Regions from separate parts of the Anas platyrhynchos genome. Here region 2 is linked to region 1. A link is a contact called in public Hi-C data. All regions are on one chromosome and are shown on one strand. Each heading gives the region's core, a stretch centred on a gene start, on an enhancer-like site or on the middle of the called end of the contact. The rest is flanking DNA. Distances are from core to core; before and after follow the strand shown.

Region 1 (3,111 bases), core at 241-2,740:
CTGAGTGTCAATGCTTCGTGTACTACTACTACGATAGTGAGCAGGTAACGGGGCCCTTCGACCATCGGGGATATCCAAAGGCTGCAAGAAAAAGAAGCAATTCAGGTTACAGAGAAAAGATCCAACTTCCAAGTAATGTCAGCCTGCAGCACTCATAGCTGAAGCAATAAGGCAAGGCCTTAAGAACAGCAAACAAATCAGGTTTGAAAGAACATTAATGTAATGTAAAACGGACACAACTATCATAAATTATGCTCAATGCTGGGATCATATGCAGATGTTCCCAGCCAACTATATCCTCTTATGCAAAGTTAACAATAGAACACACTTCAATATTTATCTACACACAGTAGTGTTATCAGAAAAATGCTAAAACAGGTATTTCAGGAAGCAACTTCCCTCACACACACTTGACAAATAGGCCTTGTACGTAATTGTACTTAGTAGTACAATCTTCAATACAGGTCACTTGTTACAAAGCAAAAACAAGTACTCTGATACCACATTTGGAAAAAACAAAAAGCAGAAAACAAAATACAACAGCATGTTATTGCCATAACAAACTGAATTACTGTTACAAATTAAACTATTCAAGCTTTGCTAGTAGGCAGTAATCCTCTAACACACCTGTACTCTTCATCCTTCACTTTCGTAGGCAACCTCTGATAAATTGAGAACTAAGCAGAAGTACAAGCTTATATAAGGTTCACCAGCTTTGTTCTGAACCTAAGATAGCAAGCAGTGCCTGCTCACAGCAGTCTAGTTGGCACTGGCAAGAGTGATCTTGCATCCTAGTCTGCAACATACTGCACAGACATGTTCACTGTAGTAGGTTGGTACACCCTACTTCTTGCTCCCTGTGGGAAAATTAGTTTTATCATGAAGACAGCACTACTTTTTTTTTTTTTTTTTTTGAAAGAAAGAGTATTAGAGTTCCAGTTAAAAGTGAAGGAGTAAAAATACCTCCAAGATTTAAAATAATAGTTTTATCCTCACTTCAGTGAGGATTTTATTCAAGCCATAGAGAACAGATTAAGTGTTCTAGCTGCAAGAATCCTTTTTTCCTTTTCACATCAAGTGAAGATTTTTATTTTATTGTTTTCTTTTTTTTCCATTCATGCCAAAATCAGAACAGCCCATTCTAGAGCTTAAAATTCAGCCCAAATATTTCACAAGAGTACACTGTCCAAGTATCACATTCTCCTCTCTTCAGCAATAGTCTGTCCAGAAAACCACCCCATACTACACAAAGAGGCAGACACAGTAAAGTCAGAGGAGCCTTCCCTTCTTATGAGCCTTCCAGTTAACAGCATTTCACATTTCATTTAAAAGCAAAGTAACACGCTATAAAGAGAACATTACAGTTGCTACATCAAGTGCTCAGAAGTTTGGACAAGGCTGTGTAGTCTGTTCCAACAGTTCTGCTCACATTGCATATGCGTTACAACACGACTACGTGTTGCTCTTCCCATCACCCCCAACAGGCCATGACTCATTCAATGCACAAGATAGACCTAAAGCATTATATCATTTGTTACACAGACCGAGGAGAGGTAGAAAACAAGACTGAAGCTGTAGAAAGGAAACAGTCTTGCAATTAACATAACCAAAAAATAACTGCCATGTAGAACAGTATTCTATCTCTGTCTCTCACAAAAATTTTACAAGATGCCAGGAAGTCATCTGAAGCAACCCTTCTCTTTTATGGGAGCCCAGTCTGTATAGGACCGGGTCTGCAAAAGCCTTCCTCATTCACAGATGAGGAAGGAAACCACGGGAGCTGCACTTTAAACTCTGAAAATGACATTCAGTACCCTGAATTACCTGAAGAATCACATTATAGAAGAAGCCTGATGGATTTGTGTTTCTCCATCCATAAAGTGCAGATATCATCCTTCTCACACAGGTGAGATGAGAAGAGAACGATATTTCAGAGACACTATTACATAGAAACAAAAACCCAGGAAGAAATATAGATTTTTGACTTCAAAGCAAGGTTTAATAGTGAGCATTAGGACACATCTAACAGGGAGAAAAAAACATTGAACAGCTACTCATTAAGTGCACACACTCTACATAACAGGTAAACCAAGGATTCCAGGCAGGAAAAAAAAAAAAAGGTAAGCACATAATTCAGGACTTCAGTATAACACAGATGTTCTTCAACACCTGTAGAAACAGCGTGGTCTTATGTAGTCAGGAAGTATATTCCAAATCACTTACTTCAGCCTCCACTGAATTAAAACTTAAGGTATAGAAAGTAATCTGTATTTTCAAGTATGCCTCTATATACAAGTGGAAAAAGCTGACTATTTATCACTCTTTCCAAGTAGAATAACTTAATACATAGAAAGCACCTACAAGTACTTCAGATTATTGTGCTTCTGTATATTTCTTCCCCTTCACACTGAATCCAGGTTTTGACAAGAGCAAAACCCTTCATGAAAATATCAGCTAGATACTATTCCACTTCTTAAAACTTATGAATCAAACCTGATCAACATAAAAAAAAATACTGGTTACTTTCCATGAGTCATTCCTAAACTATTCTAAAAACTGAAGCCCTCACAACATTAAAGCACAAGAAATAGGGTAGCTAATTCAGTACAGCTGTTATTAGTTTTCATAATGCTCAATGCATGGAAAATGACTGGAAATTACTGCATTCTGTATACTGTATTTTTTTTTGTAAAAGACTCCAGTCATGTACTAACTTTATGCCAAATGCATTCCGACAAGACACCAGTCAACCACTATGGGACAGTACGTTCTTGGACATTATATACTATCCTCATAACTCCCTGCAAAGGTATGGAAACCATCGATTTGACAACAGCATGCATTTCTTAATACACTGTTAAAATTCACTTTTTTTTCCAGTATCAATATTTTTGCTTGAAAAAATTAAAGCCACCCTCCATAGTAGCATCAGGAATGCTACTATAATATACCAGTGGGAGCCTTAAAAATAATCTGTTCTTCACAAGCCCGTCATCTATTTGGGAGGCAACTTCTTCAGAGCAGAGTATTCAATGCTTCTGATATAGAAACTATTCTCTAAACTGGAACAAAGGTAGATATGGGAAAGTGGTTCTGCCTTCTAGCATAAAT
Region 2 (3,111 bases), core at 279-2,778, 45 kb after region 1:
AAAGTGCACCGAGCCCGGTTCATTCAGCTGCCCAAGCGGTGGGGGAAGGGGGGAGGTAAGATGGCCACTGCCACTCCAACACGCTCAATAATTTAGCGGACAACCTGACACAGGTTAAGCCGGACCCACCGGTGATCAATTTTAGGTTTTAAACTCCACAGGCCCATTCTGGCCACGGGGCTTGTTTGTTTGGTTTTCCATCTAAGGGCTCGGCATTAAACACCGCACGGAGGCAGGCGGCGTTATTTGCTTTTAAGCACTTCAAGATGGGATATTTTTTTTTTGGTTTTGTTTTAGAGGCTGTGTTTGAAAACATTACATAATTTTAACCTTAAGACTTTAAAAAAAAAAAAAAAAGAAGGGGAGGGGGAGGGAAGCAAGTCCTTCAGAAAGCAAACCCCACAGCAGCACAGAGCGCACGGGGTTTGCTTTGGCACCCATCTGAGCCCCTGGGCACCACACCTGGGGTCTGCCCGTGCCCCTACCCCCACAGCCCGGCTCTGGGGAGGGGGACACAGCGGGGACAGGGGCTGTCCCACCCCCCTCGGGTGTCTCTCCAGGGCTGTGGGGTGACATTTGGGATCTCGCACCCCCCTCCCACGGTCGGGGGGGGACGTATGGGGGTGCGGGACGAGGCTCTTTCCCTGCCTCCCCCCCGCGTTACCTCGGTACACCGGGGAGCTGGGGCTGCGCCTCTCCGGGGAGCTGCTCCTCCTGCTGCTGCTGCCGCCGCTGTCGGGCGAGCGCCGCTGCCGCCCCTTCGCCCTGCCCGGCTCCAGCGGCGGCGTGGCGCTGGGCGCCGGGGGGGGGCTGCCGCTGCCACCGCCGCCTCGGCCCCCCCCCGGGCCGGTGCCGCTGCCCGCCGAGGCGGAGGGGGAGCGGGTCGGGCTGCGCTGGCCGCCCCGCAGCAGCTGGTAGGGCACGGTGGCTCGGATGGGCTGCAGCAGCCGGCCGGGCCCCGCCGCGCACCCCCCGCAGCCGCCGCCGCCGTTACCGGGGCCGCCCCCGGCCGTGCCGCTGGCGGCGGTGGGGGAGCCGGCGGCGCCGCGCCTCATCCTCTGCGCCGGGGGCTGGTGGTGGGACGGGGGCGTCTGCGAGGAGCTGGACGACGAGGACATGGCGGGGCGGCGGCGGGGGGGGACCGAGGGGGGTCCCCAGAGCCCCGCATGCACCGGCCGCGGGGTGCGGGGGGAGGAGGGGTCGGAGGGGGGGGGGAACGGGACGGGGCTGCACGGGACGGGACGGGCGCTCCGCGGCCCGAGGGAGGCTCCGCGCAGGCTGCCCCCGGCGCTTCCTATCGGCGACGGCGGCTGCTCCCGCGCCGGGCTCCGGCCATCGCTGCCCGCCCCAGCGTCGTGGGCACCGGGGGCGCTGCCGAGCCCCGCGGCCGCTCACATCGTACGGCTCCAGGCGGGAGGGGGTGGGGACGCGTCCGCGGCCAGCTCCTGCCCCCGCCGGCGCCCGGGAGCAGCGGCCACCACCACCCGCTCCCCGCGCCGCCCCGCCGCCCAATGGCACCGCGCCGCCCCGCCGCACGGCCGCCACGGGCAGGGGCGGGCAGCACGCGCGCCCATTGGCCGGCGCCGCAGCCACAGCGCCGGTCCCATTGCCTGGAGGAGCCGTCGCTCTTCTCTCTCAGCCAATGGCGAGGCGCGGGGCGGGGCCTGCGGGGGGAAGGCGGGCGGAGGGAAGTGGGATGTGGCGGCGCTGAGGGGAGGCTGGCAGTGGGCGGTGGGAGGGGGCGGGGAGGGGAGGGGGCAGCTTTCATCGCCGTCCCCGGGGGGGGGGGGGGGGTTAAAGATGGCGGACCCCGCGGCGTGTGGGGGCAGCCCCCGGTGGGCAGCTCGGCAGGGCCCAGGGGGAACCGACCCGATTCGAGCTGTGGAGAGCAGAGCCGAGCTACGGGGGGCTCCGCCGCTCCCCACACTTGCAGGAACAGATCTTAAGTTACCTGCAACAAAGTTTGCTCACGTCGAGCCTGTGTGGGTGTGCTGAGCCCTCACAGCCAGCTCCTGCTGGAAAGCATTCCTCAGGTTCTAATTAAATGTGGTCTCATTTCGCGTTACGTTTACATGAAATCTTATTTTTTTTCCTAACATACACCAAAAAACAGTTTTCAGGGAGTGAAGGGGAAAATAAGTTCCACAGCAGCATTAAGGAAAGAGCTTTTGTTCCCCCACTAGATGAATTGGTAACACAGGACAACGGGACAGAAAGAAAATAAAGATTAAGACGAGTAGCTTAATAGCTAGGAAAAAATAAATGGCTATGAGATCAGGAAGATGAGCAGAGTCCATCAAGAGAGCAGTGTTTACGCTGAATTCGATGTGAATAGGATGTTAATGGAAGGGAAACACAGTGAATCTTGCTTCTTGGAGGAAGCCAGCCTAGTGCGATGGCCTCTCAGACCTAAAATGAGGGCTTTAAGAGAACAAAAAGGGCGTAGAAGAGAGGTATCATTAGAATGGGTGACGATTAAAAAGTTATAGTCTATTTGATATAGCTTTAGAGTCAATCAGTAATTAAGTAATAGTGTCACAGAATTAATGATATCCCACGTACTGTTTTCAATTATATAATACACACTCATCATTGTCTTTACCACACTAAAGACTACCATCCTTATTCTCTACTTCCAAAGCTGTCTGTACCTATCCTTATCCTCTGGTAGCCCAGGCACCAGTCGATAGTCCTAATGCGAAACTGTATTCTAGGAAAATGCATCTATTCATGGGCTGCTAATGAGACTTTGTTTGCACTAGCATCATGTGATGCAGTCACCACGGTTATGTTACAGAAAGGGTAGAAATAATACACCTCACATCCACACGAACGTGTGCTCAGGCAACAGAGCCACTTGTATAAATTAATTTTAAGAAAAGTCATCAACCATATATTTTTCCATTAGTCCAGTCTTCTGCTAGCACAAGCCAACTTTGCTTGTATAACTGCAGCGTGGAGACGTTTTTTCCCCTAGGATTTTGCACTGTGCTTAATCACAGCTTATGAAGTCTATCTAGTTTGTTTTTTCTACTTCACTGCACTGGAATCAAAATGGCTGGGAAGCATTCACCTGTAGAAGCAGTCTGCGCGCACTAGTATTTTAAACAG

Evidence for each region. A called contact is a pair of places that touch in the nucleus more often than the background predicts.
Region 2: a Hi-C map of subcutaneous adipose tissue shows a contact between it and region 1, with 2.1 times the contacts expected there. The contact joins the promoter of GLCCI1 here to the enhancer-like site in region 1. A contact is called at or near these places in 3 of 8 Hi-C or Micro-C datasets (skeletal muscle and subcutaneous adipose tissue).

The regions. Positions count from the first base shown.
Region 1 is chr2:132,753,936-132,757,046 of IASCAAS_PekinDuck_T2T, forward strand. It overlaps GLCCI1 (glucocorticoid induced 1), which reads right to left. Exons shown (of 8, transcript XM_038173703.2): 6 at 1-81. Among named protein-coding and RNA genes, the nearest start is that of GLCCI1, 45 kb to the right of the region's middle. Within about 2 kb of position 1,491, at least 2 of the 8 cell types and tissues checked have an H3K27ac peak or open chromatin away from gene starts, as enhancers often do. A contact at or near this core is called in subcutaneous adipose tissue, where this site is marked.
Region 2 is chr2:132,798,698-132,801,808 of IASCAAS_PekinDuck_T2T, forward strand. GLCCI1 (glucocorticoid induced 1) reads right to left here and starts at 1,529. Exons shown (of 8, transcript XM_038173703.2): 1 at 665-1,529. The coding sequence starts at 1,118.